Linked DNA regions of Sus scrofa: regions 1 and 3 are each linked to region 2. The links are chromatin contacts, called in public Hi-C and promoter capture Hi-C maps. All regions are on one chromosome and are shown on one strand. The core of a region is the stretch at or near the end of the contact, and the rest is flanking DNA. Distances in the headings are between cores, read along the strand shown.

The links. Promoter capture Hi-C pulls out the DNA fragments that hold promoters and counts their contacts. A called contact is a pair of places that touch in the nucleus more often than the background predicts.
Region 1: a Hi-C map of liver shows a contact between it and region 2, with 6 times the contacts expected there. The contact joins the promoter of RGL1 here to the promoter of DHX9 in region 2. A contact is called at or near these places in 1 of 47 Hi-C or Micro-C datasets (liver) and 2 of 2 datasets of contacts at active chromatin or transcription factors (alveolar macrophages and skeletal muscle).
Region 3: a promoter capture Hi-C map of fetal skeletal muscle shows a contact between it and region 2, with 4 times the contacts expected there. The contact joins the promoter of SMG7 here to the promoter of DHX9 in region 2. A contact is called at or near these places in 1 of 5 promoter capture datasets (fetal skeletal muscle), 1 of 47 Hi-C or Micro-C datasets (heart right ventricle) and 2 of 2 datasets of contacts at active chromatin or transcription factors (alveolar macrophages and skeletal muscle).

What each region holds. Positions count from the first base shown.
Region 1 is chr9:124,846,301-124,850,636 of Sscrofa11.1, reverse strand. It overlaps RGL1 (ral guanine nucleotide dissociation stimulator-like 1), which reads right to left and starts at 2,279. Exons shown (of 19, transcript XM_003357576.5): 1 at 1,865-2,279. ARPC5 (actin related protein 2/3 complex subunit 5) reads left to right here and starts at 2,731. Exons shown (of 4, transcript NM_001134357.1): 1 at 2,731-2,873. The coding sequence starts at 2,731.
Region 2 is chr9:124,139,544-124,144,031 of Sscrofa11.1, reverse strand. It overlaps DHX9 (ATP-dependent RNA helicase A), which reads right to left and starts at 2,103. Exons shown (of 28, transcript XM_021063778.1): 1 at 1,946-2,103.
Region 3 is chr9:124,693,815-124,698,369 of Sscrofa11.1, reverse strand. It overlaps SMG7 (protein SMG7), which reads right to left and starts at 1,938. Exons shown (of 22, transcript XM_021063792.1): 1 at 728-1,938. The coding sequence starts at 756. NMNAT2 (nicotinamide/nicotinic acid mononucleotide adenylyltransferase 2) reads left to right here and starts at 459. Exons shown (of 14, transcript XM_021063806.1): 1 at 459-895; 2 at 3,752-3,884.

The sequences.
Region 1 (4,336 bases), core at 1,030-3,529, 710 kb before region 2:
AAAAAAAAATACTGCATTGGAAAAGGATGTTTTTAACATGATTGTATCTTAAATGCAATATGCCTAATGTGGCTGAGAATTAATTATATTTAACATATTCAACATATAGAGTAAAATTCTGAACAATCAAAGCAATTATACTTTGAACAATTAGATTTTCCCTAAGTCGATTTCTACTCTAGTGTTCTTTCTTTCTTCTAAAAAAAGAGAGAGAGAGAGAGAATAAAGAGATTTCCTGAATAAGCCCTAATACAAAAGAGTAGAAATGTAAGAGAAGGGATATATTAGCTCTTTAATCCTTGTTTCCATTTGCTCTCAAATGTGCTTCTAATGTTCAATTACCTCTACAAAGAAAATCTTGATTTAGAAGAACAAAAAGCATAATCATCTTTAGCATTTAAACAAGTACACTGTTTAGCTCTTACTCAAGTTAGCAGAAGATTGAAATTGAGGAAAAAATTATTAAAACAAATCTTTATTCTAAGTTATATAATGCCATTTGCCATAGTAATGATCTGATACCTTGATGTAAGACTTTTTAAAATAAATATTACCGATAAGTAGAAAATTTTCCTTTGCTGTCTTAAGACATCCCTCAGGTGAGTTTTTAATAGTGTGTTTGTTCATAACTTGAGAGTTAATTTAAATAAATGTCACTTCTTTCACTTAAATGATAATTTTATAGAAGAATATTTTAATTGGGAAAAGAAAAATGCCATATTGCTTCTTCCTCATGAGAAAAAAGGATATACTCCATTCCTGAGTAGCTAGCTCTCTATCTATGCCTACATATATATACATATTGATATAGATACAGATATATACACACATATGTATGCATAGATATCCAACAAAGGTTTGACTTTGAGATCTCTTTCCCTTCTTTCTGATTCATTATTCTCAGTGTAACCCTCAAACTGTACAGCCTTTCACATTTTCTTCATTCATCAATGAATAACTGAGTACCTGAATATATTGAGTACTTTCTGCATGCTTAGATTTATGTCAGGTGTAAAGGAAGATACAAAAGAAATATGACAGTCTCTGCCTTCTAGAATCTTTCCATCTCTCTCAGGGGCAACATAAAACAATTATTTTTAAGTAATTTATAAGACGATTGACCAAATCCATGGTACAGCTAACATGCATCTTATATTTATGCAGAATTTTAGAGGTTCAAAAAAATTCTTGCATCTAATCATCAGAACAATCTTATTAAGTACACATTACTAGCCCCACTTTAGCAATGAGGAACCTGAGATTCAGAATTTTAAGTGGTATGCATCAATCAATAGATTATGAGTGCAAGGAAGAGTCAGGACTCAAGCCAGGGTTCTCTGATTCTAAGCCCAGTACTCTTTTCAATTACAGCACAGGAAACGAACTATTGAGGTTTAACAGGGCAACAGCCAGCCCTCTGCTAGAGGTGGAATTAAACTAGACCTGACAAATGTCCAAAATAATTTTATTCTGCAAATACTTCTACTTCAGTGCTATACACATAGCCCAACAACCATTCCCTCAGTTTTAGTGCTTTTACCTGCTCAATAAGAGCTTTGCTCTCAGAAATGGGGATGTCAAATATAATAAAAAGCTGGCCTAGCGGGATCATATAAATCTTAAACGGCAAAGATAAATTTTAAAGGCTTGGTTTCCACTAATCCTTACACATTTTGTTTTCCCTCGGCGTCAAAAGAGTGTAACTCGCCCCTACTCTTTTCTAACATTCTTGCTCCAAACAACCAGTTATTTTAAGATGTCAATGACTGACCCTACCCCAAATTCCACAGGTTTATCCCAGTCTTGTCACGAGACCCCAGCCCCTGCCCAGACACCTCCCCCTCCTTCCCAAAGGTTATGATACCTAGTTCGGATTCTGCAGGTGCAGTCGAGATGCTGTTACACAGCACTGACAGATAAGATATGACCTTTCGACTCTGTCCTTGGGGACTCCCCGCTGGCCGCACAGCGTAGTTCCAATCGCGAAAAAGAGGCTCCCGGCTCTGGAACGAAGCCACAGTCGGCGTACGGTCTGAAGCGACGTCTCTGACAACTAGAACGATGCTGGGCGACTGGGCGTGCATCACTCCGCCTCATACTCCTGTCAACTGCAGGGGACTTGGTCCGGCAACCAGTCCATCCCACCTCACAGGCAAGTCCGTGCCAGCCGGACCTTACGCAGGACACCGATGGCAGGTCGTTGGCGGCGGCAGTGGCAGCACAAGCCAAGGCCACCCGCCCTCCGAGCCCATCGCCGCCAACCTAAGACCCCCTAGGCTGGACCGCAGAGAAGCGTTTCTATGGAAACCCCCCAGGGATCACGTGACGCACGTGGACGCCCAATCGCCTCTTACCTCTGCCCGCGGCGCCGCTTTCTGCCCTCCCCTGCCCCGCCCCCTCCCGCCCCCGCCTCCTTCACCCAGCCCCGCCCCTTTCCTGCAGCGAGTCCGCACCTGCGCACTGCGTCCAGCGCGCTCCCTCCCTCCTGCGCTCCCGGGCTGGGAGGGGGCCGTGGGGGTGGTGGAGGAGGGTTGGAGGAGAGCGCGTTCCTGAGAAGGAAGAGGCGCCGCCAGCGCGCAGGCCCAGAACCACCCGGGCCGGGGCTGCCGGCCGACGCCTCTGAGCGGAAGAGGGAAGTGAAGGCGGCAGTCTGCGGGTGCCAGCCGGGTTGGGCTTGCTAAGGTAGAGGCAGCACCGAGGGGAGGCCTTGGCCGCCGGTCCGGATCGAGGATGTCGAAGAACACGGTGTCGTCGGCCCGGTTCCGGAAGGTAGACGTGGATGAGTACGACGAGAACAAGTTCGTGGACGAGGAAGACGGGGGCGACGGGCAGGCCGGGCCCGACGAGGGCGAGGTGGACTCCTGCCTGCGGCAATATCCTTCTGTTCGCCGCCCCCCCACCCCACCTGGCCCTTCTTCCGGGACCCGCTGCGGGCAGGGGGTGAGGGGGGCGGGCCCCGGCCGGGAGCCGGGCGCGGAGCTGCTCCCAGTGCCCACGGCTCCACCCGGTCTCTTTGGGGGTCACGGGTTCTCAGAGGGCAGGGGACTCTCCCATTCCTACCGACTCGCCCCGAGACCCCAGGGTCCAGCCCTCGGGAACCTGCCCTTCCGGCGCGCCGTCCACTCCCCGGATTCCTCAGGTTGCGCCAGGAGTTCTCGCCTCCGGGAATTCCGCGGGGCCGGCCGCGCCCTCGCGGCGGTGCAGCTGGTCAGTCGGACTGCTGCGCGGCGCTTAAGTTGTCCTCCCAGAACGGTATTTACCCGGGTCTCATTAGCTCCCGAGTCTGATTGAGAGAACAGGCGTCTTTCTTCAGTGATTTTGTTTTCATCGTGGTAGTGGTTTTGTTTTGGCAGCATTAGGATAGATTCTTTCCTGCCAGCAGAGATGGGGCGGTTTGCAGGGTTGAGGCCCCCTCCGTCCTTCCAGTCCGGGGGCTCTTTTTTAGGAGACAGGGATTTGGCAAAATATAGATTGCACAGAATTTTTTACCTGGGGAAAAGGGAGTGAGTGCAAAACCACCGCAGCTCCCCAGAAAGAATCTGGGAGCTTTTTACCTGTTAAGCAAAGGACAGTAGAAAGAAGACGGGGAATGCATGTGGAGAATCCCTGGAAATATTTAAAATAAACCCCAATGAATAAAATAGAAGAAAATGAATCATTTGCGCAAAACAGAAGCATTTTGTAATCCTGGAATCGTTTCCCTTTTAGTTAAAATGTGTCTGTCAGTTCCTGGGTTTTGGTTTTGCATATTTGAATATTCATGACTTTGAGGGAGTATTGGCATCAGATCTTTTTTAGGAAAATGTAAATGTTACAATAACCAAAGCTGTAGTTTCAAAGATTCTCAATTACTGACCCACTCATTTCTCATTATCCTTGGGTGTATTCATAAGGTAAGGAAGGCTTTTTAGACTCTTTCCGCCTCAGTGTCCTATTAAATTCAACGTGGAAATATATGAGCGAAAATATTTGGTCACAACCACAGCTGGTCTTAGAGGCACCTAAAGTACAGCATTAAACATTTGTCAACATACAGATGTTTCTTTGATTTCTCTGACTTTCACAATCAGCTGTTGCTGTTTTGCATTATTTAAATACTTCAGTGTTTGGGGTCTTATAAGTGAACCAGTCTGCAGAAGGCGTGCTTCTCTAGAAGTCCATTAAGCCTTGAAAATAACAGTCTACCAACAACCATAGTTTTTTTGGTCAGACCTTTTCCTTCAGAATATAAATGATGTCTGTCTAAAAACATTCTTTGTGATGAAAAAATGATGTTTCATGAGACTAACATTTTAGATAACGATGATGACTCTTAAATGGTACTGCTGTATCCACA
Region 2 (4,488 bases), core at 854-3,353:
AATGTTATTAAGTCCAAATATATTCTGTGCTAAATCTTTCCTTTAGGCCTTGTTACTCATTAAATTTGAGGCTATTACATTTTCCTTAAGTGCAACCTATCATAGTGATTGGCATTCTCCCTCTACATCAGTTTATAGCAAAAGATACGGATCCTGAGTCTAAATTACACGCAGAGGGATCTGAGACCAAATTCAGAACTGGAGAAAATATGCTAAGAATTGTTTGCTGTGATGTGGGAAGAAACCCCATTAAGCCTCTGTCTTCCGTTAATGTTTAGTGCATTTTGTTAGCACCTACATCTAGTTTCATCAAACTGAACCCTAGTACAAAAAGGCTCTTCTGTAGTCACAGGTTAACCCTGGGGATAACCGATTCATGAAAAGTTGTGGAAAACTGAAGATGTCTACCTACAAATTCCAACCATGAATAATTAATTTTAAAAACAAGCCCTCAGGGTGAATGGAAAACATGAAATAAGGACTATACTATCAAATTCCTTCCTCCCTAGTCTTATCTAACGCCATCATATTAAATATTAACTATAGACTAATGCTATCCAAATATACATTGAAAGTTTAGTCTTTTCTCTTTAAAAGCTCCAAAATCAAGTTCATCCATCTGCAGCACTTATGTATCCACCTGAATGCTAACATGGCATCACAGTTAAAACACAATTTTAAATTTCCTCCCTAAACCTGTTCCTCTTCCCTCTAATCCCAGTGTTCCCACCTCCTTAGGCGGCACAACCATCCACCAAATTACTCCTATCACCCATTTGGGACTTATCCAGTCCCTCAACATCCTCCATAACCATCCGTTGCAGTCTTTATTATGTACCAATCAGTATCCGTTAAGGAGCATTGCAGCAACTACTTCACTTAACCCATACACGACACTGTATAGCTAAGCATTATTACAGGTAAGTAAACTGAGAGAAAGAATAATTTGCCTCAACAGACAGAGCTTCTAATTGGGGGACCCAAAATTCCAACCCAGGTAGTCCTGATCTACTCTTGACCTAAGGCTCACTTTCGCCTCCAAACATGATTCCAATCTGTTCGCTTCCCTCCCCTCTCCCACTACTGCAACAGCTGGAGTTCAGCAACAAGGTCCTAAATAATTCCCATTTCCTTTGTAACCACGCTAAAATCCAATCTTCTTTTAAATTCTTCTCACCACATTCCAGTCACGTGGCCTTCTTTCAGTTTCTTTCTAATCCCTGCCAGTAAACACTAACTAATCCCCCTCCGCCTGGGGAGTTCTGCTTTTCTTCCACATCTTAGTAGTCGATAATCTCCACCCTTTGGGCGAGACGTCGGCTCAAATGTCTGCCTCCTCCGAAAAGCCTTCCCTCGCGCCACCCTTCCGGAAATGGCGCCCTTCCTTTACACTAAATCCTCCAAGAGCTTTTTTACCGAAACCAGCACTTGTTTCCACACGGCTCCCCACCCCCACCACGACCCCAACCTCTGAGAGAAAAGAGCAAGGACTGTGCCTAGCCTGTTTTCTGCTCTATCCGCAGAGGCCGCAGGGTACCACCCGCTATTTTCGGCACGCAGGCCTGCGTGGACGAACGAAGGGCCCTAAGCGTGGGCGGCGGTTTGGCGGGCTTAGCTCCCCCCACCCCGGGCCGATTCAGTCCCTTTCACTCTACGGCGACAGCGCCACCGCCAAGCGCAGGCTGGAAGAGGAAGTGGGGTTTGGCCGCTCCGGAGACGAAACTAGGCCTGCCTCCGCGAATAACTGGGGGCCAAATGGCGGCCTCAGGCAGCGCAAGCGCGGAGCGGCGTCGCAAGCAGCACGCAACCCGCAATCCGGGAACCCAGCGAGGCGGCTCTCCCCTCCCCCACCCGCCACCGCCGCCAGCTCCAGGCAACAAAGACCCGCTGCAGAACCCCGGGGCCTACGCCGTCCCAACCGGTAACAAAGACGTCTTCCCCTTACCGGAGTCCGATTCTTTGTGCCCGAGAGCACAGCTCTCTCAGGAACGTCCCTGGCTCGGGCCTTAGCGACGGAGACCAGACGAGCGCACCACCACTCGCACCGAGGCGGCGGCGAAATGGCTCCGACCGCTACGCTGTGGAGGCGGAGTCAGTGTGCTACGCATGCGCAGAAGGGGAGCGTGGGGCCAAGGGCGCCCGGAAGAGGGGCGGAGCTGCCGCAACCACGCGACGGGCAGCGTCCAGTCGCCTGGGAGATCCGCCGCGCCCTAGAGCGGCGCCGGGGCGGAGCTTCCTCCTTTGGCGCGAGGCCTCCTCAGGAGGGGCCTGCCGCATGTTTTTGGAGAATGTTTTGCACCTTCTGTCATAGGGACCTGTGGTAGATGAGGTGCCCCACAAAGACACAACTGGAAATCCTAGGTGGTAGCTTTATAGGGTTGTTGGTGATTAAATGAGATGGCTTAAAAAATAGAATAAAATAAATGAGATGGCTTGCGAAGGCGGCTTAGGGCAGTACCCAGCACACAATAGTTGTTCAGTAGGTATTGTAGTGATTCGGCTCCTCGAAGGTTAACATCCCCTAAATAGAAGTAAGCTCGGTGAAGGCGGGAACCCTGCCTGGCCAGCTCAGGCCGCTAAATGAAGTACTTGGCACATCAAGTGCTCAGTAATAACTAGTTTAATAAATAGAAACTGTAAAGTTCTTTTTGCTCAAATTGGATAACCTTTTGTATTCATAGTCTTCGGAGTAATTTATATCCTTAACTATTATAGTAGTCACTGCTAAATTTTTGAACTCCAGTGCTTCTCACGGAGGCAACAATACAAAATATTTCAAGCTGGGGTTGTTCCAGAGAAGCCAGACCAGTAAAGTATCAGGCCCCATCGTACCTAACATCCTTATTTTTCACCTCTTCCCTTTTTTTCCCCTAACTCTTCTAGCTCACTGTGATTAATCCCTTTAAAACTCTGTTTCTTCTACAACCAGAGTAACACAGATTAAAACATTTAAGTTAAACAGAGGAACGTATTTACTCATTAACTTATTTTCTCCATGTTTGCTCTCTTCAACTAGGAATAAAATCATCAGGGAAATACCTTAATCCTTTGTTTCCTTATCTCTCTCAGGATGCTTAAATCAGGAAGTTTTCATGATAAGGGAAACCCAACTAACATAAATGGATTGCAAATGTTTTGTAGTAGATAATGTACACACCAAAAACATCAACAAATTAAGTATAAAGAATATTTTCTGAGGTCGATCTTTGGCTCCCAAAGATTACAGAGAATTTTATTACTGAGTTGTTTATTAATTTAGGCCTTGCATCTGGGACCTTGAGTTGCCAGGGGATTGGATGCCAGCAATGGCATTTACCTTTGTAGGTTGTCCTTGGCAACTAGTACCTTCTAAGATCTCCCTTAACATTTGCAGATGAAGCATCAAAACATTCTCCATGAGTTCCCTGGTGGTTCAGCAGGTTAAGGATCCAGCACTGCTGCTGTGGTGTGGGTTAATCCCTGGCCTCGGAACTTCCACATGCCAGGGGCACAGCCAAAAAACAAACAAACAAAAAATAAGTTGGGAAGTTCCTGCTGTGGCTCAGCAGTACAACCATTCTGAAAAGAAGTAAGGTACTATTTAGTCAAATAGGGTGGATAAAATCAAACAAGTCTGTTTCTTGATGTATCTGTATATACACACATACATACATATGTATGTATTTTTTAAACAAAAAATATTGCCCACCATTCCAGTTCTACAAAGTCATTAGCCACTGCAGTCACCCATGGCCCACTGACAAAGTGTCCCGAGGGGGAATTCAGGATGGAAAAACAGCAAGTACTCTATTCTGTACTTTGGATATGCAGGCCTCTAGGTAGTTAAGATGTCTATCTAAGGAAGAATCTCAGTGACCCCAGATTCTTGCATCTTCCCATATAGAGAAAAGTATTAAAATCCTTAACTTGAGCAGTCTATTCTTTGAGATAATCAGTGATTTTTTTTTTTTCACAGCCCCACCTGTGGCAAATGGAAGTTCCCAGGCTAGGGAGTGAATCCGAGCTGCAGCTGCAGGCCTATGCCACAGACAGGGCAACAGTGGATCCTTAACCCATCTAGTCAGGCCAGGGAATAAACCCACATTCTCACAGACACCATATCAGGTTCTTAACTCACTGAACCAGAGTGGGAACTCTATTAGCAATAATTTTTTGATGTCCGACTGCAGGTATTTACCTAGCCCCCAAAAAATCATAAATATACTGGCTCCTTCCCTACATCTTTGGAGCAGTTTCTCAGAGCTGAGAGGCTGTCTCCCAGGCTGCAATCCCCAGTAAGACCCTGAATAAAACATACCTCACAACCCTCACAGTGTATTTTTTTCTTTTAGTTGGTATATGTATCTCAAGAAATTCTTGAGTAAGATATGTTTATTATATTATTTGTGTTGGCCTGGAGTTGGAGGCAGCTTGAGAACTCCTTTGATAGATAAAAGGTAATGGATGTTAACCAATGAATCCCATGCAGCAGTTATAAGAAATGAATTG
Region 3 (4,555 bases), core at 689-3,188, 550 kb before region 2:
TTAAGCCACACGACACTTAGAATGGTACCTTCCAAATGCACTGATTCTAACCCAGGTTCTTTGGGGGAACCCAACCCCGTCCACAGTACCTCCCTCTTTCCTCACTTCCTCATCCATTCCCCTTCTTTACGCCTCCAACCCCCCACCCGCCAACTAACTACAGATGACATTATTCCTCCGTATTTCCAACCCCAGAATGAAGAACAAACTCCAGCTTCCTGCGGTCTCTCGCTCCACTAGTCCTTCCTTCCCAGCCCCCTACTCACCCCAGGTGTGCAGACTTCCACCTCGTCTTCTCCCCATGCATCGCTCTAGCCAATCCCACACCACACCAGGTTTCTCCGCCACCCGCATCAGACTCCTCCACACCCACCTTCACTCGGGGTCGCGGCCGCCTCTGGGAGCGCCTCTCCCCACCCCTCGCCTGCGAGCCCGCGACCCGGGGCGCGCGCACACACACGTTCTCACGCTTTCCTAACCTCCCTCCCCGCACCGAGAGGAGCCGGCTTCGCTGGAACTCAGGCCGGCCCGTGGGGGCTAGGCACCCATGTGTGTGCCCGCTCCGCCCCCTCCCGCAGAGCCTCTCGCAGCCCCCGCCTCTCCGTCGGAGAACGAGAGGACACAGCAACTCCCCCGCCACCCCGGACATACCACCTCTGTGTCTGTTGCTCCATGCCCGAACCTTCGGTCCGCTCCCCTCTACGTACGGGCCGTCCTCGGCACTCACCGGAGATACTGCGCGCTCTGCAGGCTCATCCTCCGCCGCCCGCGTCTTCCCGCGAAGCCTCTGTGGGTCTCTCAGGCTCCTCGGAGCGGCCCCGCGGCACCGCGGGTGCTGGCGGCCGCCGCCATCTTCCTCTCCTCCGGCTCCTCCTCGCTCGGCGGGGGGGTGGGGGTGAGTGAGGCGAGGGGGAGGGAGCGGGGAAAGCTGCTCTCGCTGCTGCTCCGGCCCGTGGGGCGCAGGGACACTCCGACCCGGGAGGGGGAGGGGGAGGGAGGAGGGATGGGGGCGGGGGAAAGAGGAGGGAGAAGTAGAGGAAGGAAGTGTGGGGGTCTCTCTCGCGAGATTTCAGCGGCGCCGGTCCCTCCTGGCGATTTCCGCCTTTCGGTAGCGCTCCCTCTTGGGATCTGTTAGCTCGGCTGCACCTGCGCGGCTGCTGAGTAGCCCGCTGGAGACGCTCGGCGGCTTCCGGCCAATCCACCCCTCTCCTCCCGCGCGAGGGGGCAACCCCACCCTCACCGGGAACATTGAGCCCAAATCAACTGGGAGTTACACTGAAAGTCTTCCCCCGTCTTTCCACTCCACCCAATTTCTAGCTTCCTTTTTCCACCCCTCCACTCTTCCGTACCGGAAACGCCTCCCCTTCCTCGTACAGTTCCGGCCGCCAGTCCCTCGTTTCTGATCTGCCCTCGAGCCCTAGAGTGACGCTAAAGGACCCCCCTCCTTTTTTTCTGCGGCCCCTCCCCCTTCACGCTGGGAGACTGTTGGAGGGGATAGGGTGGAGCCCCAGGGAAGAAAAGAAACCAATCGGATTGGATAAGCAGCTGCCAAGGCAACTGAAGGCTGCAGTTGTATTGTCATAGTAACCAATTTGTGCGCACCGAGTGACCCTCCCTTGGCGAGTGGATTCCCGGAGAAGTGCCCAGGGTTCCCCCTTGGCTTCCCTTCCATCCAAAGGCTTCCCCTCAGGTTGGGAATACGGGTAGTTCTCTTGGGGAGTGAAGTTCATTTCCTCCTCCCTTTCCCTTTCCCGCAGCGATGGGGGAGACCCCGAGGCATTCACCATGGGCTTTTCCACCCGCCTACGGGCGGAAACCACCTCCATAGTTTTCCTCTCCGTGCGAGGTGTGCGGAGGGCCGGGCCTGCGAGGACGATGCGGAGCCTGCAGGCTGGTGGGCGGCGGGCTGGAGCTGGTAGGGCGGAACGGTGGCGCTTGGCAGCTAGGCGGGCGAGGGGTTTCCCCACAACTGCCTCGGGCTCTGGGAGGCGGGATCCCGCCTGGACGGGGTCCCTGAGGGAGGAGAACGGCACACGACTGCCGAGATCCCTCTTCTGCCGACAGAGACGTCCGACTTTCCCCGGCGGGTCGACCCCTTACAGAAATCCCCCAAACCCCACCCCACACACAGCCTCGGTGACCGAATCTTCTCAGAGTTCCCCTCGTGGCCTTCCCGAGCCACCTCCTGCCGCAAGGAGGCCAGAGTGAAAGTGGAAACACATCCTGGAAGGCTAACAAGTGGTCTTTAGAGCTGGGGATGTGGTGAGACGCTGATGACAGCCCTCTCTCTCAGAGGATGATTCCCCAGTGGGGGTCCCCCTTAATGATCAAAAGCCGACCTCCAAGTTCCTTTCTCCTCTACAAACTTCCGGTTCTCTCAGGGTATTTTAGGATTTTGTCATTTTGTATCTTTTGGGTTGGAGAGGAGGCGTTGGGTAAAATAGTATCAAGAAAAACTTAGATACTGGTGCAAAGTTCCAATGACAGGCTTCTAGGAAAAGGATTTTCATTCTTTGAACAAATGGTTTTGAATGATTATTATGTGTGTTTTGTCTCCAAAAGGCAGACTAAAGAATGGGATCAATGATAATAGAGTGTCCAAGATGTAGCTGGAGAAGTGGTCATCTAATGGTTTGAAAGGATTATTTGACATTTTTTCGATTTGTATTGTGGAGTCATTTAAATAGCTATCCCAAAGTACTTTAGGCTATGTAATCATATAAACCTCTCCAGGAATACAGCTCTCATTGAATAGTTGAAATCGGAATTTTTAAAGGGCCATTTTGGTTTCGGTTTGGTTGAGGTACCTGATTTCTGCTGTCTTTTGTGCTAGGTGAGAAGGCGCTTTCCTGATCCTTCCCTGAAACTGCACCTGTTAAAAGGCCCGACCGATGTCTGTCTATGTGTAAATTTGGAGGAAATGAAAATACCAGATACTTTGAAATAAATCCCAAGGACATTATAATTAATGAAATAGAAACTGAACTCTGCCCGGAGTGCTTCAAGCACCTTCTGTGATGCAGTGTGACACGCATTGATTGCAGCTGTACAATGCCTCCTTATCCCTGCCACCCACTCAGAGGAAAGAGAGCCACCTAGTGAAAGGTTGTTCTCATCTCTGGTTAGGGTCCAGCTTTTCCTTTAAACCTGTGAGCCCAAGGATGGAGATTAATGCTATCTAAAACTACCTAAAATACCCTGCATTTCCTTCCTGAAATTTATTGGTTAGATTTTTTTTTTCTTTTTTTTAGGGTCTCACCTGTGGCACATGGAAGTTCCCAGGCTAGGGGTTGAATCAGAGCTGCAGCTGCCGGCCTACACCACAGCAATGAGGGATCCAGGCTGCATCTGTGACCTACACCACGTCTCACAGCAACGCTGGATCCTTAACCCACTTGAGTGAGGCCAGGGATCAAACCCAAGTCCTCATGGATACTAGTCGGGTTCATTAATGCTGAGCCACAACAGAAACTTCTGTACTGGTTATATTTTTAAAAAGATCTTAGCCAGAATAAAAATTTTATGTTATGTAAAATAATCACCCCCTTGGCAGTCATAACATCCTTTATATCAGGCTTTTATCTCCTGTCAACAGTATATGAGCACAAATCATGAGATTACTGACAAGCAATATAGGAAAATATTACTGTCTTTTCATTTTGGAAATAAAGAAACTGGGATCAGAAAAATGAATCCTTTTATTGTTTAGTGTTATTCAATAGACATTTACTGAGCACTCATTGTGTTTCAGTCACTGTCCAGGTTACTACACATACCACCATGGAGGAGACATGGTCCCTGTCTTGGAGGAATGCACCTTTTGGCAGAGATGCCAGAGAATAAAGAATTGATTAGGATCCAGTATGAAGGGTGTGGCAATTAAGGTAAGAATAGAGTGCTTTAGGTATGCAGATGAAGGTGAAACATAGAAATAAATCTCTGTATTATATAGCAGTTTTCCTAAGAATCTTATAAGATTCTTCAATACCTTTAGTGTCCCTGCAAACTAGATAGAATAGTAACATCTGCATTTTATAGATTATAAAACAGTGATGCCCATCTTGAAAATAACTTTTAAAAATCAATAGGACACAGAAAAATTATGACCCAAATTTGCATACTGCTTAATTCATATTTTACAATCTCAGGTCTTTCTACTGGCCCCCATCAATAGATTTGTAGAATGTAAGCATCTGTCTACAGTATTGTTCATTTTTTTCCCCTGCAGATATAGATTACACCTCCACCAAAAGAAATTATATATGAGAAGCTGTTTCATTTCGTTTAATCCTATCTGATCTTAAGTTTTTCAATTTATGCCTAAATGATTTTATGGAACGATTACAAGCTAGCAGACCTGAGTGTGCATCCCAACTCTGTCATCTCAGTCTCTGAACTTGAGTTTCTTACTTGACCAAAGTGGAAAAGTTACCTATTACAGGCTTCCTGTGAACTTCCTGTGATGATATAAGTGACTGAATATATGCATGCCTGACATACAACCCTGGCACTTGATAAATGTTGATTTATTTTTTGCCCTCTTGCTCTTATATCA